Linked DNA regions of Mus musculus: all the other regions are linked to region 6. A link is a contact called in public HiChIP or PLAC-seq, Micro-C, capture Hi-C and promoter capture Hi-C data. All regions are on one chromosome and are shown on one strand. The core of a region is the stretch at or near the end of the contact, and the rest is flanking DNA. Distances in the headings are between cores, read along the strand shown. Region 1 holds the start of 4933424M12Rik (RIKEN cDNA 4933424M12 gene). Region 2 holds the start of Podn (podocan). Region 3 overlaps Scp2 (sterol carrier protein 2, liver). Region 4 holds the start of Cpt2 (carnitine palmitoyltransferase 2). Region 5 holds the start of Osbpl9 (oxysterol binding protein-like 9). Region 6 holds the start of Cc2d1b (coiled-coil and C2 domain containing 1B). Region 7 holds the start of Eps15 (epidermal growth factor receptor pathway substrate 15).

The links. Promoter capture Hi-C pulls out the DNA fragments that hold promoters and counts their contacts. Hi-C and Micro-C count contacts between places; a contact is called where the count stands out from the background. HiChIP or PLAC-seq counts read pairs in DNA pulled down with a chosen protein or histone mark. Capture Hi-C pulls out chosen DNA fragments and counts their contacts.
Region 1: an H3K4me3 HiChIP or PLAC-seq map of bone marrow-derived macrophages shows a contact between it and region 6, with 5 times the contacts expected there. The contact joins the promoter of 4933424M12Rik here to the promoter of Cc2d1b in region 6. A contact is called at or near these places in 1 of 115 datasets of contacts at active chromatin or transcription factors (bone marrow-derived macrophages) and 1 of 9 other capture datasets (liver).
Region 2: a contact with region 6 is called in an H3K27ac HiChIP or PLAC-seq map of large pre-B cells, with 4 times the contacts expected there. The contact joins the promoter of Podn here to the promoter of Cc2d1b in region 6. A contact is called at or near these places in 2 of 115 datasets of contacts at active chromatin or transcription factors (embryonic midbrain and large pre-B cells).
Region 3: a contact with region 6 is called in an H3K4me3 HiChIP or PLAC-seq map of bone marrow-derived macrophages, with 2.8 times the contacts expected there. The contact joins the enhancer-like site here to the promoter of Cc2d1b in region 6. A contact is called at or near these places in 4 of 115 datasets of contacts at active chromatin or transcription factors (astrocytes, bone marrow-derived macrophages, double positive thymocytes and 1 more) and 2 of 9 other capture datasets (liver and pancreatic islet).
Region 4: a contact with region 6 is called in a capture Hi-C map of macrophages, with 4 times the contacts expected there. The contact joins the promoter of Cpt2 here to the promoter of Cc2d1b in region 6. A contact is called at or near these places in 8 of 39 promoter capture datasets (the 3T3-L1 cell line, 3T3-L1-derived adipocytes, cranial neural crest and 5 more), 6 of 484 Hi-C or Micro-C datasets (CD4 T cells, CD8 T cells, memory CD8 T cells and 3 more), 8 of 115 datasets of contacts at active chromatin or transcription factors (the NIH/3T3 cell line, astrocytes, bone marrow-derived macrophages and 5 more) and 4 of 9 other capture datasets (adipose tissue, embryonic stem cells, liver and 1 more).
Region 5: a Micro-C map of embryonic stem cells shows a contact between it and region 6, with 4 times the contacts expected there. The contact joins the promoter of Osbpl9 here to the promoter of Cc2d1b in region 6. A contact is called at or near these places in 4 of 39 promoter capture datasets (the HPC-7 cell line, liver and pre-B cells), 1 of 484 Hi-C or Micro-C datasets (embryonic stem cells) and 2 of 9 other capture datasets (adipose tissue and liver).
Region 7: a contact with region 6 is called in a promoter capture Hi-C map of liver, with 5 times the contacts expected there. The contact joins the promoter of Eps15 here to the promoter of Cc2d1b in region 6. A contact is called at or near these places in 5 of 39 promoter capture datasets (the HPC-7 cell line, cranial neural crest, liver and 1 more).

The regions. Positions count from the first base shown.
Region 1 is chr4:107,781,640-107,785,055 of GRCm38.p6, reverse strand. It overlaps 4933424M12Rik (RIKEN cDNA 4933424M12 gene), which reads right to left and starts at 1,370. Exons shown (of 3, transcript NR_166202.1): 1 at 1,140-1,370.
Region 2 is chr4:108,030,015-108,033,611 of GRCm38.p6, reverse strand. It overlaps Podn (podocan), which reads left to right and starts at 1,658. Exons shown (of 13, transcript NM_172874.4): 1 at 1,658-1,742; 2 at 3,559-3,597.
Region 3 is chr4:108,056,952-108,060,305 of GRCm38.p6, reverse strand. The region is part of intron 13 of Scp2 (sterol carrier protein 2, liver); the gene reads left to right. Among named protein-coding and RNA genes, the nearest start is that of Gm23354, 17 kb to the right of the region's middle. Within about 2 kb of position 2,060, at least 98 of the 459 cell types and tissues checked have an H3K27ac peak or open chromatin away from gene starts, as enhancers often do. A contact at or near this core is called in bone marrow-derived macrophages, where this site is marked.
Region 4 is chr4:107,922,150-107,925,592 of GRCm38.p6, reverse strand. Cpt2 (carnitine palmitoyltransferase 2) reads left to right here and starts at 2,004. Exons shown (of 5, transcript NM_009949.2): 1 at 2,004-2,278. The coding sequence starts at 2,127.
Region 5 is chr4:109,200,451-109,203,700 of GRCm38.p6, reverse strand. It overlaps Osbpl9 (oxysterol binding protein-like 9), which reads left to right and starts at 1,429. Exons shown (of 24, transcript NM_001368727.1): 1 at 1,429-1,596. The coding sequence starts at 1,486. It overlaps Gm46867 (a long non-coding RNA gene), which reads right to left and starts at 1,508. Exons shown (of 3, transcript XR_001784406.1): 1 at 1,452-1,508.
Region 6 is chr4:108,618,326-108,621,633 of GRCm38.p6, reverse strand. It overlaps Cc2d1b (coiled-coil and C2 domain containing 1B), which reads right to left and starts at 1,678. Exons shown (of 25, transcript NM_177045.3): 1 at 1,561-1,678; 2 at 40-122. The coding sequence starts at 105. Gm12743 (a long non-coding RNA gene) reads left to right here and starts at 1,779. Exons shown (of 3, transcript XR_003955254.1): 1 at 1,779-1,868.
Region 7 is chr4:109,278,583-109,281,803 of GRCm38.p6, reverse strand. It overlaps Eps15 (epidermal growth factor receptor pathway substrate 15), which reads right to left and starts at 1,529. Exons shown (of 25, transcript NM_007943.3): 1 at 1,360-1,529. The coding sequence starts at 1,392. Gm40225 (a long non-coding RNA gene) reads left to right here and starts at 1,481. Exons shown (of 3, transcript XR_868003.2): 1 at 1,481-1,782.

The DNA.
Region 1 (3,416 bases), core at 121-2,620, 840 kb after region 6:
TTCCTTTGTGCTGACCCCGGGTTCCCATAGCTCTGTTGCCTGGTTCCTTATGCTTGGCCTGTACATCGGGGATAAAAATATCACCTTGTTAATTGCCTATGAAACAAATCTATTTCTGAGGCTGACAAAATGGCTTGGTTAGTAAAGCCCAAGGGCCTGAGTTCAATTCCCAGTGTGCACATGAAAGACAGGTGCAGCCAGCGTGTGCCTGGAATCTTAGCACCGGAGTGGAGTCAGAAGGGTCCCAGAGACCTGCTGGACAGCAATTCTGGCCAAACTGGTGAGCTCCAGGTTTCGTGAGAGACACTGATACAAAATCAAGAGAGAGAATTACCAAAGAAGACACTTGTCATTGAGTGTTCCCTTACACACACACACACACGCACACACACACACACACACACACACACACACACACACGGAGACAGACAGAGACAGAGAGGAAGAAAGACAGAAACACACACACACAGATCATTGTCTATGTCATGCCAGCTGCCTTCTTCTTCGTCCATGGGACTGAACCTCCTAGGCCCAGCCCCAGCTCTGGTGTTGGAACCTCTCCATAAGATTAATGCATTTTGATACTTGTGTGGCAGACAGTAATGAGCACACACTGGTTCCAACTTCCTGCTATAAAATAGAAAGTCCCTGTCCCCTAGGGTGGTGGTAAAACAGAGCCAGGTTTGGATCTCCAGCCCCAAAGTGCCCAGAGCAGCCCTTTGAGGTGAAGCCTTCATGGCAGATGGGCAGCCTGGAGCCTCTCAGGAAGAAGCTGAGTCCATCTTGTCCCCGTCCCAGGATCATGCCTACAGCTGAACGCCTGCATCCCTCCCTGCCTCACTGACTGCTGGCTTCCCGAGGCACTCTGGGTCTACTCTGACCCCTAACGTCATTGTTCCCACTCAGGAGAGTCTCCGAAGCCTAGACAGCACCTCCTGCTCCCCTTTAAAGCATGCCATGGCTCCCATCATCCTCCAAGCCTTGGGCTGGCATTCTAGGCCTGTCTCAGTTTGTCTCTTGCTGTGTTTCCCCTGAGTTCGCCTCCTGAGGAGCACACTGGATCCCCCCCCCACCCCCCCACCCCCTCCAGCTGCACCCTCTTCCTTTGCATGATCCCCCCCTCCCCAAAGCTTCCTCACCTGCTGTGTGTTCTTCCTCGTATTCTTTCTGTGTTTAACGCTTGAGCTCGCTTGCGCATGGCACAGTGCCACAGGCAAAGGTAAGAAAGCAGCCATAACACACACATTCCCCTCATGGGGCAATGCTTCCAGAGGGGAAGCCAGAAAACAAACAAATGAGAAAGTTAAAGTGGGTCAGACGGCACGGAGGACTTCACACACAGCGGGAAGGGAAACCGGAAGCTTTGTAATGTCTGAGGATGTAGGTCAGCGGTAGAATGTCCGCTTTGAATGTCCTAGGCTCTAGGCTCAGGCCCCTATAAGAGGAACACTTTTTTTTTCCTGATTATATAGTTCCTACTACATAGCTCAAGGTTGTAGTTCATGATTAGCTTTGAACTTAGAGGGATTCTCCTGCCTCTGTCTTTCAAGTTCTGAGTTACAGACATCTTGCCCAGCTCTGGGATTTTGGAGTAACGGGGACGCTTGTGTGCCTGGGAGTAAATTGGCTGAGTCCAGTGCTGATCTTGATGGGTAGTTACTGTTTCAAGTGTGACACTGCTAGTGGCGTCCCCGAGGAAGCCTGGAAACCCACTCATTCCTGACCTATTAGATATCGGACAGTGGCAGTGGTAGGAGGCAGCCTTACCCCACAGGCTGAGCCTTCAACCCAGACTCCTGGCCTACACACCTAACCCTCAAGAGCTCTTTTGCGGGTAGAGGTGAACTGCTCATAGCCTAGGCTAGCCTCAAACTTGCTATGTAGCTAAGGATAACCGTAAACTCCTGATTTTTCTGCTGCAGTCTCCCAAGTGCTAAGACCATTCCTAGCACCAACAGGAACTATTTATTGACTCTCTGAGGCATCAGGCTATAGGCTGCTGAGTCCAGGGCCAGTCTGAGAGATCACTTCAGGTGACCAAGCAAAGGCTGATGGGTAGAACTTAGGGGCCGGATAGGAAACCGTGAGGATTCTGGCCTGGGCCTTCCAAGAGCCCTGAGAGTGGTTGATCATTCGTGTGGCTCATGCTAGCCACTCCAGCAACAGTAGTCAAGGACTGTGGTCTGGAACAGGTTTCCTAGGTACGTTCTGACTTCATGTCTGTGATTAATTTGTCCCATCCATCACACTGACAGCTTGTAATCAGGCCATCGGGAGCCCCTGACCTGGCCTGTGTTTCTACCAGAGCTTAGGTAAACGAGAGGGAGAGGACGTCTCTCCTGCTGATCTGCAAGAGGGTCCTGAGAGTGGGGCAGTTCAGCTGGTTCTTAGCGATCACCAGGATGGGAGTCTGATCCACAATAGCCCCCTGGCTTTGCTCCCTGGCTTTGCGGTCCATGAAAACCCACTGCCCCCAGTTTGCAGGTGTAAAAGGTTAGCATTTTGTCTAAGCTCTGCCCCACAGTTACCTGACAACAGCCAGGTGTGCCTGACTCACTATAAAGGGGCTGCTCACCCCCTCTGCTCTCTCTTGCTCTTGCCTTCTTGCTCTCCCTCTGTCCTCTTGCCCCCTCCCCCTCTCTCCCTATTCCCCTCCCTCCTCTCTTATGGCCGGCCTCTACTCCTTTACTGCTTCTCTCTCTCTCTTCCCCTTCTCTCTCCCTCTCCCTCTCCCCCTCCCTCTCCCTGTCCTCTCTCTCTCCTCCCCTTCCTCTCCCTTTTTCTCTCTCCCTCTCTCTCTCCCTCTTCCCCTTCTCTCTCCCTCTCCCCCTCCCCCTCCCTCTCCCTGTCCTCTCTCTCTCCCTCCCCTCCCTCTCCCTTTTTCTCTCTCCCTCTCTCTCTCCCTCTTCCCCTCCTTCCCCCCCCCCCTTTCTCTGTCTCTACTACCCTCTCAACTCCCTTCCCCATGCCCTGAATAAACTCTATTCTATACTATACTGTCGTCATCTTGTGGCTGGTCCCCTCCCCGGGGGAAGGGACAAGCATAGGCCCTTGGAGGCACCTCCTTCCCCCATACCTGACTATACCTCCACCAAACATATTCCTTCTCTCTTTATCTTTTTATAAAACACAACATACACAGTCACATGGCTGCTAGGGGCTCATCTGGAGCCCTCTGAATCACCCCTCCAGGAACCACCAGCAGGCCTCATATTCCCTGGCTCCTGCATGGGGACATGGGGACATGGGGACATTGGGCTCCAGAATATGATGTCAAAGTAGCCCACTGCTTAGGAATTTGTATACTGGAAGAGAGAATCTTTGTCACCCTTGGGTCTCTGGTGGGACACAAACCTCTTAGTTTCTGTGAAATACATGCTAATCTAGTTTTGGATAGAGATTTAAAAAAGAAAAAG
Region 2 (3,597 bases), core at 409-2,908, 590 kb after region 6:
TCCAGGCTGTAATGTAGCTGGTGCCTTCAGCACCACACAGACACAGTACGTGTGTGGGCACTGGCTTGGCAGAGCTAGTTTTGATGGTAGCAGAAGTGAGTGTGTAGTGTTCTAAGTGCCTAGCCCTAAAACACCCTGACCCTTCCAGGTGTATTCTACCGTACCTCCCCCACAGGGCTGGCCAGGATGTTTAAGGACAGTGCCTGGCACTTCGTTGGCACTCAGCATGTGCTGATTTTTCTTGTTCTAGAAGATTTTTGGTTCATGGGTAAACCAGCCAATAGAATCCAGTTCTTTTAGCTCCACTTGAATCTAGGCTCTGTCCAGAAAACACAAGATGCATCTCTGTTGGGCCCTGTCCAATCTTGTGAATCATACCAACTTTCAAGTTTGAGCTCAGAGAAGATTGGAATTTGAGGCCAAAGAAGGCAAAATATTTCCCTTTCCCATTCGTGTTAAGTTCTTCAGTGATGGGTAATGGAAACAGATGGCTGTGGGTTCAAACACAGGCTCTATCCCTACCTACCTGCCTGTTTGCATCACAGACGACTTTTGCAATGGGTAGATGGGCCAGAACCCCAGCTCCGAATGATGATGTTAGTTACGCAGCCAAGCACAGGCCACATCCTTACTTATTAGATGGGGAAATAATCTTCCTTTGCAGGGCTGTAAGGACTAGAGACTAATGCATGGAGATATAAACTGACTGCCTGGCAGCACAGGAGGGAAAGGTCTGCAGCCACTTTAACCAGAGCCCTTTAGGGTCTCGGCAGTTTAGGTGGCCAAGTGGTTCCACATTTGATTTATTATCTTTATCCCTCTCCGAGAGCCAAGTAGGTCCTGCCCAAAGGCCACAGCACGTAGAAGACAGGTTTGTTTCACAGCAGAGGTGCCAAGTAGCACCCAAACCCAGTCTCACCCGCCTTTCCACCACGAAGCCCTTGGCGCCAAACAGTGTTGCTTCAGCTGCTAGTACTTAATGTGCCTGTGCTTGGAACCATTTTCAGCTCCTGGGAGCAATATGGAGTGCTCCCTGCTCAGTCCCTTGCTTTCTCCGCGACTAGAACCTGTGTGCTTGAAGACTCCGGTCCAGTTTAACTCTCCTTCAAGGTTCACCAAGTTGTGGGCCCAGGGCCAGTGGAGTGAGGGTGGATGGTGGGGAGGAGAAGGAGGAATTTTGACAGGAAGGGGTCCAGAAGGGTCTTGGCTGACGCAGCATTAGCCATGCTCCGGACCCTAGGGTGGGAGAGGGAACAGGGAAGGTACTTGTGCCCGGGAAGGTTGCAAACTCCTTGAGGAAGAAGCTGAGCGCGGAGGAACTGGAAGGAAGGAGCCCTCTCGGTTCTCCTCAGGTGCGGGGGGCCTGCCTGGGTGCGGTCCCAGCCCGCAGGCTGGCAGGCGGAGGTGGTGCGCTGGAGGCACCCGGTGTTGGGGGCGTGGTGCTGCGGCCGGCCGGGGCGGCGGCGCGAGCTCCCGGGAAGTGGGCCCCCCGCCAAGCCCGGCGCCGTGGGCTCGGCCCTCCCTCTCGGCGCCCAGCGGGACCCTGCGCCTGTGTCGGGAGAGGCCGGCGTCCGGCAGATGCACGCGGGGCGGGGGCCGGGGGAGAGGCGGGGAGAGAGAACCCACAACAAAACTTGGCTCGCTGCGCCCACGGCTCGACTTGAATGACAGGAGCCGGCGCCCGCGGAGCGCAGCGGACACCCGCGAGCCTGTTCCGCCCACGGCGCGGCGCGCAGCGGCAGGTAGGACGCGGGCAGCCGGTGAGCCGAGGGACCACGGGCCACCGGCTGCGCCCGGGCAGCTCTCTCTGACATCCCGCCGTGCTCCCACTGCCACAGCCGCGATAGGGGAGGATCGCCGTATCCCACCCTGTCGGGCGGACCCCGCGCAAGGGGCACGGTTAGGCACACCTCCATATGGGGTGGCGGCCCCCCTGCGGGATCCGGAGCAAGGGGCAGGGGACCCTTTTTTTACTCGATATTCAGTCCCTGCCTTCGGGCTCCTCCCGCTGCGCACATCTGGAAAGAATCTGCGAGCGGATGGGGAGGGGAGGTGGAGGCACACGGGCGGGTGACAGGGACTGTGGGGGCAGGTGGAACTGGGAAGGGGCCTGAACCTCTGCACCGAGAACTGGGACCCAGGGCATCCTGCGTCTTTTCACGTCAGTTTGTCGGGGGCTTCACCGAGTCCAACACCGACCTCTTTACATACAGAAACAAGCACAGAAAGGCAGATATCAGTCCCCAGGGAGCCAGGGCAGGTGAGGCGCACAGTCAAGCAGCGGAACTTGGTTTCGGCAGTTTAGGTGCAGTCTAACTAACACAGGGCACTGCACTCCGACCATTCCGTCTAGGCAGCTGCTTCCAGCGGAACACAGAAAGGGACAGGGCAAGGAGCACGGTCGTCCCCAGGTTGTGTGGGTCTCAGAACCACTATCAGCCTGGTGCAGGGTGGGGGTTGGGGTGGACCGGGATGGGTGAGTTGGAATAGCTGACCTGCAGTCAGGTGGAAGAAGGGGGTGGGGTCGGCTTGGGATTCCAGTGCTGGGGCCCCGGGTTGGGAGGCAGCTGCTGCTGAAGAAGGCGTGCAGGGAGGGCTGTCGCCCAGGCTAGGATGCAGGTGTGCAAGAGGTGGCAGGAGGATGAGCATTAGCAGCCTGCATGTCTGCTGGGGGAGGTGCAACCGCGCTCTGCCTGGCACGAAGAGGCACCTGGTCTGCTGGGCAGACCCCTGGGTAGGCCTTTCCTTCTCCACCTCTCCCTTTTGCCCTGGAAAAGCCCAAATGACCAGATCCCGGGCTCACAGGGCGAACACCACTGGGAAGGGCCCGGGCTGCTCTGGAAAAAGTCATCAATGACTGGTCTGGGGCTTCTGCCCCCTTCCGTACACTCTCGGAGCCCTTGGCCCAGTCTTCGGTGTGTAAGGTAAGAAGTGTCAGATGTCAGAGTCAATGACCTGTGCACCATGAGAGCTACTCTTTGTCCCTTCCGTCTGAATCCTGGGTAGGAGGTGGCACCTGTAGGCTTGTTGGAGCCATACAAAGAGTGTTGATCATGACTTATTGGAACCCTGACGACCCTCTATCACTAACGTCCTGCCATGGTGGTTGATGCCCTCGGCAAGCTGTGCTTTCACAGCCAATTTCTATTCCCCGTTTACATGCTTCAACACACCTGCCTCTTTCCTGCCACTACTCCACACCTTGTCCATGGTTTCCACCCGCTTTGTTCACTTGGGGGAACTCCTACTCAGCCTTCAAGAGCAGCTTGGGGCTATGAGCAGAAGATAACCATTAGTCCTAGTCTTAACTTTAATTGATTAATTAATTAATCTATTTATTTATTTACTTATTGTGTGTGTGTGTGTTCATATGTGCACGCCACACAGCGTGTGTGGGAGTCAGAGGACAACTTGCCAGAATTGGTTGTCTCCTGCTCCTCCGTGGGTCCTGGGATTGAACTTCTGGTTATCAGGCTTGGAGGCAGGCCACTAACCATGACTGGCTGGGCCATCGTGCCCTTGCTTTCCTCCTTTTTAATTGTGTGTTTGTGTGTGCAGGTGCTGGCAAGGGCCAGTGGCATCAGATCCCCCAGAGCT
Region 3 (3,354 bases), core at 811-3,310, 560 kb after region 6:
ACTAACAAAGAGGGGCTGTTTCAGGCTTGCACTTGGCCGTTCGCAGTGCAAGCCTATGCCTCCGCTCTCACTTTAGTTCTGCACTCCTTCACCCCCTTATCCCAGTCTGTGTCTCCTTCCCACGATCGTCAGTTTCCTCGGTGCTTGGAGCGCTAGAAAGGGAGTCTGGGCTCTTTGTCAGTGAATGCATTTTCTGCCTCTGCGGAGGCAGCCCAGCTGAGGTTTCATTTCCACCTTTGTCTTCCTCAGCAGTGCTCCACCGGCCTTCTTAGAATTCAGCCCTTTTTGTCCCATTGCCTTCCCAGCAGCACCTGCTCTCTGGCCTCCAGTCCACTCCGAGAGTACTTTTTCTCCCACAAGAGGCATTTAAGACTTCTTGGTAGAAATGATCTCCAGTTTTGCAACTGTGTTTTTCTCTTTTTAGCTCTCTTACCTACTTTCACTCCCGTTTCAAAGGGAAATGATGTATTGACCACAGAGTATGGGTTTTGTAAAAGGGTCAGTTGGTTCTTCAGAAGGAACAGCACGTGCACATGAATTTACATCTCTTAGGCAGTGAGAGGTAAGCGGTAGAACCTCTTAATGCTTGCCTGGATCTTCCTGCTGGGACGCATTGGTGTCTGCTCTGGCTGGTTTGTGGGGCGCTGTGCAGAGGCAGACGTATCTGGAAGTAGTCACTGGCCACTGGCCCCAGAAGAAACCTGGCTCAAGTTTGATCCGTAGTACTGAAAGGAGATGACTACTGAGGAAAGTGGGTGCTGACTAGAACAGCTACTTTGCTGTAAGACCCATGACTGCTTTCTGGAACACCAAGGAACTATTTAAGAAAAAGTCTGACACACCAGTGAACTGACTAATAAAAGGTAGTGAGGATACGAATCAGTAGTGAGGATGTAGAGACATTTGAACCCCTATTCAATGCTAGTAGGGTTGTGGGGTATTGGTGTTTTGAAAGTTTGGTAGTTCCTCGAGGAGTTAAGCAGCTTATGATCCAGCAATTCCCTCCTAACTCTCGACCCAAGCAAGAGAAGAAGAGCCTCTGTCCACAGTAGTCATAAAACCAAAATGAAGACAAGGAGAAGAGGACTTGGAGACTGCTCAGTGGGTAAAGCCGTGACTTCCTGAGCACGAGAACCCACGCTGGGATTCCCTGAGCACCCGTGCAAAGGCAGAGTGTGGCTGGCGGTGGGTGGGCTTCTAAAGCTGAGAGAACACACGCGGATCCCGGGAGCTGGCTGGCAGCCAGTCTAGCTGAAGCATTGAGCTCCAGGTCCAGTGAGACCTTTCTCAGAAAGGTGGAAGCTGGGCCGAGTGGCGCACGCCTTTAATCTCAGCACTCAGGAGGCAGAGGCAGGTGGATCCTTGTAAGTTTGAGGCCAGCCTGCTCTACATAGAGAGTTCCAGGACAGCCAGGGCTACACAGAGAAACCCTGTCTATGAATGAATGAATGAATGAATGAATGAAATGGGAAGACAGATGAAAAAGACATCAGTTGCTGGCATCTGTTTGTGCCTGCATGAGTGAGCACCCCCATACGTACATGTACAAATACACAGAAAATGCACATACACACACACAACAAGAAACATAAATAGTTAAACAAGTAACCATATTCAGTAGAGTCTTATCTTACCATAGAAAGGAGAGAGGTACTGGCTGATACACAACCCAGCATGAACCTTGAGAATATGTTAAATGAAACAGGCTACTCACAAAGAGCACACTGTATGGTTCTATTTATAGGAAATATTCAGAATAAGCCAGTTTGTGGTTTTCAGAAGCTAGTATCAGAAAATGGCGACTGACTGCAAGGGCTGTTAGTTCACATGAGAACGTGAGAATGTTCTGAGAGTAGTGATGTTGAGGTTGCACGTTGTTTATTAGTCACTCTCTGCATCACTGTGGCCACGTACGTGACACAGCTGTCGAAGGAAGGAAGGGTTTATTTTGGCTCCTGGTTTAAGAAAGATACCGTCTGGGCATGGTGGGAGGGATGGTGGCAGGAGCGTGAGTCATAGCACAGCCACGGCCAAGAGCTCCAGCCCAGAGAGAAGAGCCAGTGCTCAGCCCGCTTCCCTTTTGATTTGGTCTGGGATCCCAGCACATGGGATAGTGCCACCCACATCTGGTGTGGGGGTTCTCTAGTAAACCTCTGGAAATGCACTAACACTCAGCAAGGTGTGTCTTTCTTTATGATTCTAAATCCTGTCAAGTTGATAATGAAGATTAACTGTCAAACACATCTTAGAGTGCACTAAAAAAAGTTACTAAATTGTATACTGTGAAAAAGTGCATTTTGTAGGGTCTGAATTACACTTCAGTTATTGTTACACTGCTCATGTATAAACATACACACGCACGCGCGCGCACACACACACACACACACACACACACACGCAGAGTGGGAAGGAAGAAGAGAACACAAATTAGGGCCGTGGTTCTGCACACATAGAAACAGAGGTGACTGTGGTGTCAGGTGATGTAAATTCCTCCAGGGAAATAAGCATTTGAGTGTTTCAGGTGCTCATTACAGTGTGAATACAGTGAACACTTTAAATCTTTGTTAAGGGAAAGAATAGGGATGAAGAACCCTGGATATATAAATTACTGCAGGCCATTAAGTCCTAAATGGACAAGGAAAACTTAAAAGTAGCCAGGTCCAGAAAAAGCATAAAAAGATTACCATATTTTCTATGTGTCTGTAATAACTCAGCCATTAAATATAATGAAGATATATTATTAACAAGAACACTGTAAAAATCCCTAAGAATAAATTTAGCTAGAACTGTTGCTGGGTACAGATGCTCCTGCTTGTAACCATAGCAGCACTTGGGAGGCTGAGACAGGAGGCGGCTGCCAGTTTGAGATCAGTCTAAGTTACAGAGTAAAACCATATGTCAGAAAACCAAAATGTGCACACACACTCACACATAAAGATTTTTCTCTATTGAAAGAGAAAAGGACAAACCAGATGTGGTGATGTACACTTTAATCTCAGCACTCGGGAGGCAGAGGCAGGAGGATATAAAAGTAGATGGTCCCCACCTCCTTTTGGTTAGATTCTCAGCTGTGCAACCTAGGCTGGCCTAGGGCTCAGTTGTTAGCTCAGGCTGGCCTTGAACCTTCAGTTGGGATTCCATGCATATACCATTCCGTCCATACCACTCCACTGGATCCAGAGTGTCTTTATGGAGTCCTGGCTCTTCTGGAACTTGCTTAGGTAGCCCAGGCTGGTCTGGAACTCACAGATCTGTCTTCCTCAAGCTTTGAGTGTCAGGATTAAAGGCTGTGCACCACCAGGCTCAGCCATCATACTCGCTTTTAAAACTATTGTGTAGAGAAAAAGGATGGAA
Region 4 (3,443 bases), core at 755-3,254, 700 kb after region 6:
CTACTAGGATTTGGAGACAACTGATCTTTTGTTTTTGAGACAGTTTCTCTGTGTAGCCCTGGATATCCTGGAACTCACTCTGTAGACCAGGCTGGCCTCGAACTCACACAGAATCGTTTCCCTCTGCTTCCCAAGGGCTGGGATTAAAGGCCAGCATTCCTGGCCTGACAAATGAACTTTTTCAGAAAGGATTTTATATTCTTCCTATGACACTCTACAGTACAGACAAGAGATTCTGATACTTTGAATTTGGGCCAGATAGGTCTGTTCTCAAGGGAGGAAAATTAGAAGTTTGGTATTTTTAAAATTTTGTTTTAAAATTGCCATTTTATTATGTTGTGTGTGGAGGTCAGAGGACATCCTTCACAAGTCTGTTCTCCTTTTCCACCATTGTGTCTCAGGGACTTAACTCAGATCATCATCAGTGCCAAGGACCTTACTCCCTGAGCCATCCCACCCGTCAACATCGAATCAATTCTCAGGCCTCCACCTTCCCAGTGCTGGGATTACAGGCATGCACCACCATATTTGGTTGGTTTATGTGATACTAGGGATCAAACCTAGGGTTTCATGCATGCTAGGCAAACACCCTGCCCACTGAGTTACATCCCTGGTTCCCACTAGCTTTGAATTCTGTGCTTAGCTCTTCAGTCAATGAAGAAAAGTTCTTCAGTATGGAGCTGGTAAGTGAGTTTCCTGTTTAACTGCTGGTCATCTAAATAAGGACAGAGCCCGAGAAACAAACTCAGGTCCCCTGAACTCCAAATCCAGTGCCCTTTGGGATGTGTTCCAGCTCATGGCTCTGCCTACCTACTTATGGAACAGACAAAATGTACTTGGCTGCTTCAGATCTACAGGGTCCTGACAGACAGCTGGAGCTAAAGGAAGGTTGTGTTTCCAGAATGGAATTCTGTTGTGCTTCAAGTGAGAATAATTCACTATGTAAAATAAGTGGTAGCAGAACCTATTACTTCTTTAGCTACAGATGAGGCAGAGACCAGAGGGGTATGGTATATGTTGCTTGCCTGTGGTGGTTTAGCGATGGATGGGGATGTTCACGTTCAAGAATCTTTGAATTCCTGAAAAGTTTGGGACTTCAGGACCCATGTGTGCTGACAGGTAGCCTCCTACGGTGGACTGAGGCTAAAAGACACCCAGAACTAGAGGACAAGGGTTTCCTCTTGGTAGGGAACCTGTTTTGTTTTTTTCCTTTGAAATATTCAATCTGAAAAAGGATGCTCATTTCTGGTTCCTGTACATTCTTTTTCCTTCCTTCCTCTTGTTTTGATTAAGACACAGTCCCGTGTAGCCCAGGATGGCTTCCAACTCGCTATGTAGCTGAATATAGGCTAGAATTCTTGACACTCTGCCTCTGCCTCTCCTTCAGATTACAGGCATGCACCCCCAATTTCCAGTTATACATTTTTAATAATATTTTTATTAGATATTTTCTTTACATTTCAAATGCTATCCCGAAAGTTCCCTATCCCCCCCCCACCCCACCCCACCCCCACCCCCCCCCGCCCCGCGAAGCCACACACTTCAAAGACTTCAGGCTTGGGGAATGCTACACGGACCTAGTATGAGTAAAGTATTCTGCCTAACAAATTATATTGGTGAAATAAGTATGACTATTGTTCAGTAAATCTAGAACTGTGGAGGCGTTTGTTGATCTTGTTCTCTACTTAGAAGACAAAGGTTTGAAATGTTCTTGGTCTCTAGAGACCAAGCCTTGACAAGGATAGGTCTGCCAAATGCCAAGTTTCAGCGTTTCTTTTTTCTCTACTTTTGATTTCTATCCAGTTCTGTGAAAGGAAAAGAGGTTAGCTTCAGAGTTACATGCCTGCCACCTTCGGGCAAGAAGCTGGGCTTACTATAGTTTAGAGACCGCTTCCGGCCCAGGTGGGCGTGGCCGCCTCTTGGGCGTGGCCACGATGTGGGCGGGCTCTGGGAGAGGCCAAGTGTGGGCGGGGCCACCGCCTATCGGTGCCCGGAAGTGCCCCTGTGGGCGGAGTTGAACTGGACGTTAAGTCTCTACGGGTGTCCCGGGCCTGAGGGCAGCGGCCTGCTTGCTCGGGAACTCCCTCAGCCACCGCGTCCTCAAGCCGCCATTGCCGCCCGGGACGATGATGCCGCGCCTGCTGTTGCGTGACTGGCCCCGGTGCCCCTCGCTTGTCCTGGGAGCCCCTAGTCGGCCCTTAAGTGCTGTCTCGGGGCCCGCCGAGTATCTGCAGCACAGCATCGTACCCACCATGCACTACCAGGACAGCCTGCCCAGGTGAGCCCAGCCTCCTGGCCCCGGCCCAGACCCGACTCCTGGTGCTTAGGACTTGCCCTGAACCTCCGGCCCTGGAGGCAGTCACATTCCCCAGCTTGGAAAGCCTGAGACTTTGAAAATTCCCTGGCTCAGAAGATTCAGAAACTTTAAAGTCTCCTCCGCAACCCTCCCGTCTACAAGTTCATCTTGAATCCTACAAACTCCTGCCCGCTCCATTAATCTTTCAGACAGCTATCCTGAGCCCTACACACTTAATGCCTGAAAATCACCCGAATCCTTTCTACTAGGGTGGTCAATTCCTTGTTTTGTTTTGAGGGTTTGTGTGCCCTAGAACTAGCTCTGTAGACCAGGATGGCCTATTAGAGATCCTCTTGCTTCTGCCTGTAGAGTGCTGAGATTAAAGATATAGGGCACCCCCATTGAGGGAGGATAGCCAGTTCCTAACATGGGTCTCCCTCGGGTCAGTGTCCCCTATTCACCTTTACCTGTTGCTGAGAACACCCAGCCCACTCCTCTTCCAGTACCTGTTCTGGTAGTGTCCCATCGTTGCTGCAAGCACATCTTTATCCTCATTTTAGCATTCTCCATCTTCTGCTCCATCTTCTAAGGTCAGCCTTAACCTAGAACTTTTTCATACCCACCAAACCTTCCTCAGCACTCTTTCGGGTGGTCCCCAACACCTCACCCACACTACCTGACCTATTCAAACAGCCCTAATAAGTGTTCCTCCATGTCCGTCACCCCCTGTCCCCAATACCCAGTACTTCCTTAAATCTGGAGTCTAGTTTTCTCGTTGATCTCTCAGCTTTGTTCTAGGTTGCCAGAATAGAAATTACCTTCACTCTAAGCCAAACCTAAATTGTCTTTGCATTCATTGTTTATTTCCCAAACCAAGCTCCAAACCTGTTTCAAATCCCCCTCACTGTCCTGGCCCAGCTGCCAGTGATCCTTCCTGCTCCATCCGGGAAAAGACACACATTGTACCATGGTATTGTTCCCTGCTGTGGGGTTTGTTTTCCTCCGTGTCCAGCAGTTATTTAACCCAGTGTCATCTGCCCACCGTGCCTTCTCAGCAAGAACCCAGTGTGCTTATGTGTGAGACCAGCTACAGTGAGGTTATCTGAATTCAGCAGGACGGAGGGGGAAAGAGAAAGGGACTTTGCTA
Region 5 (3,250 bases), core at 180-2,679, 580 kb before region 6:
TAGTTTCTTGGATTTTCTATGCATAGGCAGCCATTGTTGTCTTTGCTTAATCACATCCTGTAATAAATCCCACTCTGTGTGTGTGTGTATATCTATCGATCTCTCTATATATACACAAATATATTCATTCTGTAAGTATTTTTACTCTAAAGATCCCTGACTAATATAGCAGGGGTAGAATGTTCTCCTGGCATGCACAAAGCCCTAGATTTTTCTCTACAGTAAAACAACAAAACAAAACAAGAAGTATATGAGTTCTTTTTGCCTGCATGCATATCTGTGTACTACATACATGTCTGGGGCCAGGGAGGCCAAAAGAGGATCACTGGGTTCTTCTTCCCCTTCTTTTTCTAGATTTATTTATTTATTTTATGTATGTGAGTACACAGTTGGTCTTCAGACACACCAGAAGAGGGAATCAGATCTCATTACAAATGGTTGTGAGCCACCCTGTGGTTGCTGGGAATTGAACTCAGGACCTCTGCAAGAGCAGTCAGTGCTTACCCGATGATGAGCCATCTCTCCAGCTTTCCCAATCACTAGGTTCTTAAATATAGAATTCTTTGGCCAGGTGTGGTGGCTCTCACCTTTAACCCAAGCCCAGAAGCAGACAGATCTCTGTGAGTTAGAGGACAGCCTGGTCTACCTATATATAGCAAATACCAGAACAGCCAAGGCTGCAAAAGAGACTCTGTCTCCAAAAAAAAAAAAAAAAAAAAAAAAAAACAAAAAACCCAACAAAACTTATGTTACAATTTAAAAAAAAGTTTTATGTAGCACCCACTACTCTCAAACTCATTATGTAGTCAAGGATTATCTTGAACTTACAAAAAAAAAATTTAGTTTTAGTTATATGTACTTTAGTGAGTATGTCTGAGTGGGGTGGGAATATTTGCTCCTAAGTGCTGGTACCCTCAGTTCTGATGGCCTGGAGTTACAGGCAGTTGTGTGCTCCCCTACCCTCCAGATCCTCTTGAAGATGTTTTTCTCTTATTCTCTCTGTCTGTCTGTCTCTCCCTCCCTCCCTTACACCCACCTCTAAACCCCCCTCCCCTCCGTCTCTCTGTCCCCCCACTCCCCTTTTCTCCTTCTCTCCTTTTTTTCTTTTCTTTTTTTTGTCAGTCTTACTTAGCTGAGTCTGGCTTTGAACTACCGATCCTCTGGTCTCCCAAGTGCTGGGATTACAGGTATCCACCTTCACGCCTGTTTTGGATAAATAATCTAAATATTCACGCTCGCTTTCTCAGTTTTCTGCCTCCATAACAGCCCGCCCTATACACAATAGGCGAAGAGAGAAAGAAACAAAGCATGCTTGACTAGGATTGCCAGGGGCGTGGGTCCACCAGCTGCACAGAGGAGCCGCACCTGGCCCCGCCCACTCACGCCCTGGTCCCGCCTAGGCTCTCGGAGACCCCGCCCCCTGCATGCCGAATGCCATATAGGCGACTGACGTCAGGCCGTTTGTTGTCATTGGCGGCTCCCAAGATGGCGTCCATCGTGGAAGGGCCGCTGAGCAAATGGACTAACGTGATGAAGGGATGGCAGTATCGTTGGTTCGTGCTGGACTACAATGCAGGGCTGCTCTCCTACTACACGGTGAGTGGCTGAGGCCGCGCTGCTGGGACGGCGAGCTACGCGGAGCCGGGGCGGGGGTGCTCCGCTGAGAGACCGCCGTACGCGAGGTTCCCTTGTGGAGGAGGGCTTTGCGTGCGGGTAGCCAATGACCAGAAGGGAGATGCGGACCCAGCCAGTGAGCAGCGCCGGCCGGCTGATTTATGGGCCGGGGGCGAGCCGGGTGTCTCAGGGAGTGGTTCTGTGACTAGGTAGGGTCTGCGCTGAGACGAGGTACGGGTGGGCGTAGTCCCGGTGTGGCAGGTCAGCCTAGCTGTCCACACTGTGCGTCTCTCCTGTCCCCAGCCCGGGCACTGGCCGCACCCCTTAGCTTCCCTCCAGGGCTCGAAGAGCGCTGCCTTCTCGGAGCAGTGGTCAGAGGAACCTGGCCAGGTCCAAAGGTGACCCGCGTCCACACCGTGGGCTCTGAAATCCCATCAGTCTGTCCAGCAAGGCTGTCCTACTGTGGGGATGCACCCCTCTTTCCAGCGGGGCACGAGTGTAACGGACTCCGTAACTTTTGAGAGCAGAGGATTCCCTCTGCGCGAGTCTTCTGGTTGCGGAGATGTAGAAAGAGATGGTGCAGTTGCCCTGAAAGTTGTGTTCTGGAGAGGACCGACTTCGCTGTTGTTGACGCGAGTTAGTGGCCCAGGGTAGGTAGATGAAATGCTGTGGAGCCTATGTTCTGACCGCCTCTTCCACCTCCTTCGCATTAGAAATGGAAGGTGGGCGGTGTTGGAGAAATTACTAACGGGGCCACTTTCTTTGAGCTGTATTGTTAATAATAGCCCGTGAGAAGAAGAAAAGCACCCAGAAGGACAAAATATAGAATGTCTTGAAGGCTTTAGAAAATGATAGAAGAAAAACGAAGAAATACGATTATGGGAGAAGAGTTAGTGTGGATGAGGGAAGTAGGGACACATAGTTATTCATTCATTTAAAAATATCATTGAGTTCCTGTCCTGCGGGTCTTCATTCCAGCAAGAATCGACAGCTGTGTAGACGCTGCCTCTCTTCTCGAGCTTTTAGTGTAGTCTAGTGGGCACCTTAATTCATTTACTCTTAATAAATTTGCAAGGTAGGTATTCATTATTCCCATTTAATGCTCCCATTTTACAGTTTTGGAATCTGAGACTCCAGGCTTTTAAGTAATTAGCTCAAGATCACATACACAGCTGTAAGTGGTGGAGTCAGGCTTCCCATTAAATTTCTCTTTTGCTACAGGAAGTAGAAAAGTACATGCTGTTAGGCAGGTCTGCCAAACTACAAGCGTTGGTCACCTTTATCATTCTTTGGATATGAACTTATGTTCTCTGTGTCTTTATTATTTTTATTTTTGATGGAGCCCAGGGCCTCGAAAATGCTAGGTCAACACTTTACCACTGACCCACATTCCTAGCCTCTCTTCTACGTAATTTTTAAAGGATCAAATTTTAATGAGACACAAACATATTGTTCAAAGCTGAATACAGTAGCTTGTATATGTAGCCTCTTAATTTTAAGGTCAAGCCAGGTCAGTGTACCTAAAGAGACCCTGTCTCAAAACAAAACAAACAACACCCCAAAACAAACAAAACCAAAAAACAACCCCCAACCAAATATATTAAAAAACAAAAAACACACACACATCATACTATGT
Region 6 (3,308 bases), core at 429-2,928:
CTCCATGTGGACCCGGGGTGAAGGAGACCACATCCATACCTGCTTGGCAGTCTCAGCACCCTGGCCACTGGTCTTAGGGCCCTTCCGAGGTCTTGGCCCTGGCATCTTGGCAGGCTAGATACCTATCAGGTGTAAAGTTGAAGAGACTCAGACTGGAATAGATGATGATATATGGCCCCCAACAGTGGTACCCGTGGTTAGGGAACTTACTCCCACGGGCTAAAACACCACTTTATAATTAATAGCACAGAGGCAAGGAGAGGTAGGGGACGGAAGGCAGGGGACCACTGTCAACAGAGGGATATGGGGGGTGGGGGTGGAAACACAATTTCTGAACTGACTGGTGACCATGGAAGGCAGACTTATGGAAGCAATTTGAGGTACAATGGTTTGGAAAGGCTTTTAAAAGCAGTGCTGTCGCCGGGCGTGGTGGCACACGCCTTTAATCCCAGCACTCGGGAGGCAGAGGCAGGCGGATTTCTGAGTTCGAGGCCAGCCTGGTCTACAGAGTGAGTTCCAGGACAGGCTGTCTGTTCTGCAAATAATGTGTCTATTTACATTTAAATTAAAAATTCAGCTCCTCAGTCATACCAGACAGATTTCAAGTGCTCAGTAGGTGAATCTGATTAATGGGTACCACTGGGCAGCACAGGCATGGATCGTTCTCATCATCAGTTCCCGTGGGCACTCTGCACCTGATTCAGTATTCAGATCCTCTGAAAGGTGTCACAAGTGGTCAGCGGGTACTGTAGCACCACCTGTCCAGCACTGGAAGGAACTCATTTGCTCCTACCTCAGGCTTCAAGGAAACAGACCCATGGGCAGACAACGACCACAGAGCAGCTGCAGGGACAATGGGTGCAAGAGGCAGCCCCTTATCGAGGACATAGAAAAGACATCTAGGAGAGGACGATGCCTGTGCTGAGTCATGAAGTTTGCACACTGGGGAATAGCAGAACTCCAAGCAAATCAAACGAACTGACACCAGTTCTGAGGTGAGAACTGGCTTGGCCTACACAAGGAGAAGAAACGCCCAGCACCACGGAGGCATAAACCAAACCGTAAGGCTAGAAATGAAGGCATGAACTAGGGGAGAAAGAGAAACAGCTTTAAGGCTTTAAAGACACTTGGGCGTTAGACACTGGGAAGCATTATGGGTTGATGCAGAAGGTGCCCAGGGAAGTGGGAGATCATATAGGGCGGGAAACCTCAGCCCTGAGCATCTTGCAAATCTATGAAGAAGCGTGAGGTGGCGTGGGGATTAAGAAACAAGACACGATCCCGCGTCCGGAGCGGGAATCAACAGGGCTGCGAGGTTCCCTGGTGTGAGCGCACAGGCGTAAGCCACTCCAAGTGTCACATTTCGGACTGCAGTCAACAGCGAAGCGTCAGCCGGGGTGGGGTGCGGGAGTGAAGGAGCTCGGGAGAATGAGATGCTCCGCTGCCGCAGGCCGGTCGCGGCCCTCCCGATGCCAGGCTCCGCCCGGCCCGACCCAAGCCGCCTCTATCTCCCCGGCCGCCCCCAGAGTCCACACGCCGGGAAGCGGGCACGTGGCATACCTCGCGGCGGATCCGAACCAAAACCGGGCCTTCTCGAGCCCGGAACCGCCTAGCTTTCCGCGGCCCCCGGGCGGCCGCGGCGGAGACAGCCACAGGAAGCTCCCGCCCAGGAGGCGGTGGCAGGCGCCCGGCACGTGACACCACAGCCGGCGGGTCGCCGTGCGCATGTGCGCGGGGAAGCGGGCGGGGCGCGCCCACAGGTGACGCCGAGGGTGGGGCCGGCTGCGCGCAGGCATCTTGGAGCAGGTAACGCGATACCGGCTGGCGGCAGCGTCGTGAGGTGTGGCGTGCTGCGTCCTTCACCCACGGTAGGCGTGCCCCATTCCTGCCGTAGTTTCTCCGAGAGGCCTCTTACCTGGTTCTCTTCGCGCGCCCCGGCGCTTCCGCGTCCTACTGGCTACCAATAGGCAGCCGAGCCGCGTCCCTGTGCTGAGATCCTGGAGGATGCGGCTTCCTCCAGTCTGTGCAGCTTAGGCACGGAAAACCAGCTCTCTGGGAAATAGAGCTCCTTTCTAGTCAGAGGGCAGGACAAAACTTCAGATTAGAGGAACCAAAGCCCTCGATTAACTGAGGCCGGAGCATCCCTGCAAGCTGAAGGGTCGCCTCTACCTCAAGGAGTCCTGTTATATGGGGATTGATGGAACTGACCTGCAGATAGACCAAACCCCGAGATACCCCACACCACGTGCGTAGTCTCACTTCGTGGAGAGACTGCAGGCTTCAGTTCTGATAGATCAGTTCTGCAGCCCTCGTGGTGGCGCATGCATTAAATCTCAGCACTCGGGAGGCAGAGGCAGAGTCCTTTAGTTTGCCTGCAGCTGGTCTAGTTTAGGCCAGCCAGGGCTACATAGTAAGAACTCTGACTCATAAACTGCCTTACTAAGGCAACTTCCAGAAGTTGTCTTCTGACCCTACACAGATGCAGGCCTGCCTGCACTCCGACATTCAAATTAACACACACAAATAATACACAGTAGATAGTGATTCCTACAGCTTTGGGTTTTTTCATTTGATTGTTTTCAAGGTCACACAGACCCACCTGCCTCTACCTCCTGAGTGCTGGGCTTAAAGAGTGCACCACCACCACCTGGCTGGTTTGTTTGAAACTTTCGTGTACTCAATCCTGACCTTGAATTTGATTTGTAGTGAAGGATGACATGGAATTTGTGATCCTCCTGTCTGCATCTCCTAGTGCAGGCATTACACCTCTGGGACTTCTGAGGTGCTGTCGATGAGACACAGAGATTTGTTCCTGCTAGAAGCACCCTGCCAGTCCAGCTACCTCCCAGACCTAGTCATACCCGTGTATGTAAATTAACAGGAGATGTGGCCACTGACTTCATCTCCCATTCTGCAACAGTTCCTTTTCAGTGGGGATCTGTCCTCTTACTGGACTCTCACTCCGGCCTGCCACAGGCTCCCAGATCTTGTGTTTCCCACATAACAGACTCAAATGAGCCAGAGTATAATTTAGGAGATAGTTTATAATAATAGAACAAGGAGGGTTAAGAGTGGATAATGGCCAGAGGGACCAGTGCAGAAGGAAAAAAAAAAAAAAACTCACCACATGTAAGTGGATAATGGCAAAGAATCACCATTGTGCCAATTATGTCAAAATAAACTTTACACTGTTCTCTTTTTCTTTTTTTAAACAATGGGTATGCTAGCACAAGCCTTTTAAAAAATTAATTAATTAATTATATGTGAGTGCACTGTAGCTGTCTTCAGACACACCAGAAGAGGGCATT
Region 7 (3,221 bases), core at 280-2,779, 660 kb before region 6:
GGCCTGTCTAGCCAGCATGAAGTCCTGAGTCTGATCCCTGGCGATGAATAAACTAATATAGTGGTACAGTCCACTTGGGAGATGGAGGAAGAAGGATCCAAAATCAAGGTCATTCTTGATATTCTTGATTACATAGTGAGTTCAAAGCCAGCTTGATCTATTTGAGACCCTGTCTCAAAATAAATAAGTAAATAAAATTTCCACCCTGGCTCCTGGGGAAAATACTTTTTTATCTCCAAGTTCTTGGAAAGAAACACCTCAAAACCTCTTTATCATAACATAGAAATAATCTATTACCCAAACACATGCCCTACCTTATAAGTACAGGCAAATCTAGGCCAAGGAGACAAGATGGCAGGGAGCTATCACAGGGCAGGCTGATAGGCTGAGGTGGGCTTATACCAGGGAGTACACAGCCCCCAGCTATGGAGAAGGCAAACTTCTGGGCAGTGAAGATGAAAGGGACTGGCAGGTGTTTGGTACCTCATCCCTCCTGGGTGTCTTGAGATGACTACGCTTGGTTTTACAGAAACGGAGAACTCAGGTTCTCCTAAGTGAGTGATGTTTAGATGTATCCCTCGAGGATGGGGCTCTGAAGGAAGAGAACATTTTAATAATGATGATGATGATAAAGAGGCGAGACTCCGAGAACAGACTCCGAGAACAGCTTTTGGTCGAGATCGTCCCAGGACAAAGTTATCTCCCCGGTGGTTCCGGGCACCAGGGAGGAAAGAGGCGCCCCACCTGCAGAAGGCTGGCACCATGACCCCTCGGACGACGATCAGAGACGGCGCCCTCGCGGGTGGGAAAGTCTGCAAGGGGATCTGAGCAGAAGTGAGTGGGTCAAGTGCCCGGACAGGATGCGACTTCTGGAAGCCAGGCTGACTTGAGGGAACTGAGGGGAACTCGGCAGTCGTCGCTCCCGCGGACCGGAGCAGAGCGAAGCTGAGGGAACCCTGCCCCGCCGAAGTCGAGCCTCGCATCGCCCGCGGCCGCTGTCTAGCGTGAGCCCCACCGGAGCTCACCTGGCGGCCGTCAGGCCCGGAGGAGAAACTTGCCGAGAAGGTGAGCGCCGACGGGACCTGGAGGAGAGCGGCGCGGAGACCCGCGGCGGGGGCGGCGGCCGGGTGGGAGCCGCGCGGGGCGGAGCCGAGAGCCCGGCGACCCGGGGCGGGGGTGCGGCGGCCCCGGCTCGCCGCTCCCGCTCCGACTCGGGATGGCGCCCGCACTCCTCACACGCGCTCCCACCGTGCGGCCCGAGGGCAGCCGCCGCGCCAGCGCCCCAGAGCGGTGGAGGGGGGGAGGGAGGGCCGGGGAACCCCGGCGGGTCGAGCCGGGCCGACCGGCGGGCGGCGTTACCTGTGTCAGGGAGAGCTGGGCTGCCGCAGCCATGGTGTTTCCATCATGCACGGGAGGGGAAGGAAGGACGGACGGACGGGGGCCCGGGGCGGGAAGGAGGCGGAGGGACAGGCCGTAGGCGAGGCCGGCGGCCGGGCGTCTCCCCGAACTTCGACAACTTCCCTCCTCACGCCGCCCCGCCCCGCCCCGCCCCGCCGGCCTCACAGGCCGTGGCGGCGCGCAAAGCCCGGAGCGGGAGTCTGAGCCGCGGAACCAGGCCCTGACCCCGGCCTCCCTGGAAAACCCGGTGCGGATAGGGCTCTGGGGTGGACGGTCAGCGGAGGCGGCGCCACAGAGACCTGAGTTTAGGCAGGTCACCCACCATCCTTCTTCCTGGGCTGCTGTTTTCTGTAAAGTGCGGGGAGAAATTAGAACCATGTCCAGGTGGGTTGTGGGAACTAAAAAAGTAATGGTACTAAGTAATGACAGGAGCGGTTTAGTAGTAATAACATTAAATAATTCTGATTGTGTGTGATTCTGCACTAAATGCTTTTGTTTGTTTGCTGTTTGTTTAAAACAAGGTCTCTCTCTGTGTAGCCATGGCTATCCCGAAGCTCACTGTATAGATCAGGCTGGCCTCAAACTCACAGAGATCCACTTCCCTCTGCCTCCAGAGTGCTGGGATTAAGGAGATGTACCACTACTCCAGGCCTAAATACTTTTTTAAAAAATTGTGTGAATAGGGGATTTGAAACAGAAAGAAGTTATACAAATGAGGATGGTGAAAGCCAGCCAGGCATGGTGGCACATACCTTTAATCTCTGAGAGTTCCATGCCAGCCTGCTCTACATAGTGAGTTCAAGGACACATAGTAAGGCCCTGACTGAAATAAAAAGAAAAGGGCCTCCCCGAAAAGAAAAAACAAAACAAAACAAAACAACTCTCTTACCCGAAGTTTAAAAACTAACTAGAAAGCTGGATTACAAATCTTTCTACCTGCTATCACATTAAGAAGGCATGTAAATCCTTCTAAAGTAAAAATCTTGGGAGCAAGAAGGAACTGCTTGCCTTGCCTGCTCCCTGTCCTGCCTAGACTGTTTAATTTAAAAAAAAAAAAAAAAAAAAAAAAAAAAAGCAGGTGTAGGGCCACAGTGGAGTTCAGAGGTACAGTGAGTGCATAAAGTCCCATCTCAAATTCTTTTTTTTTTTTTTGTCTGGTTGGTTGGTTGGTTTTGGTTTTGGTTTTTTGAGACAGGGTTTCTCTGTATAGCTCTGGCTGTCCTGGAACTCACTCTGTAGACCAGGCTGGCCTTGAACTCAGAAATCTGCCTGCCTCAGCCTCCCAAGTGCTGAGATTAAAGGAATGTGCCACCAGTGCCCGGTTCCTCTCAAATTCCTTTTTGTCATAAATGCCACCTCTTGACAGAGTATTGTCTCTCCAAACTAGTGTTCATACTCTTTTGTTGACTTTACTAGAAGAGGGCAACAACCTCCTAATGACCTGTTTACATAAGTCTAACCACCCCCCTCAGCTCACCAGTGGCAGAGATTTTTTAATATATATGTATTTTAACACCATAACATTATAGTATATGCTTAAATGAAGGCCTTTGTCCTGCCTGTATTCAACATTATACACCTTACTCTTTTTCATTTTGCCACACTTAGTTAGAATAAGGAACCGCTTACCTGAAATTGTCATCTGCAAAGGTTCTTATTTAGGGTGACTACTGCCGTGATGAAACACCATGACCAAAGACAACCCGAAGAGTAAAGAATTTATTTCCCTCACAGTCTGGTCATCATCAAAAGCAGTGAGGAAAGGAATTCAAACAGGGCAGGAGCCTGGAGGCAGGGTCTGAAGCAGAGGCCATGGTGGGGTG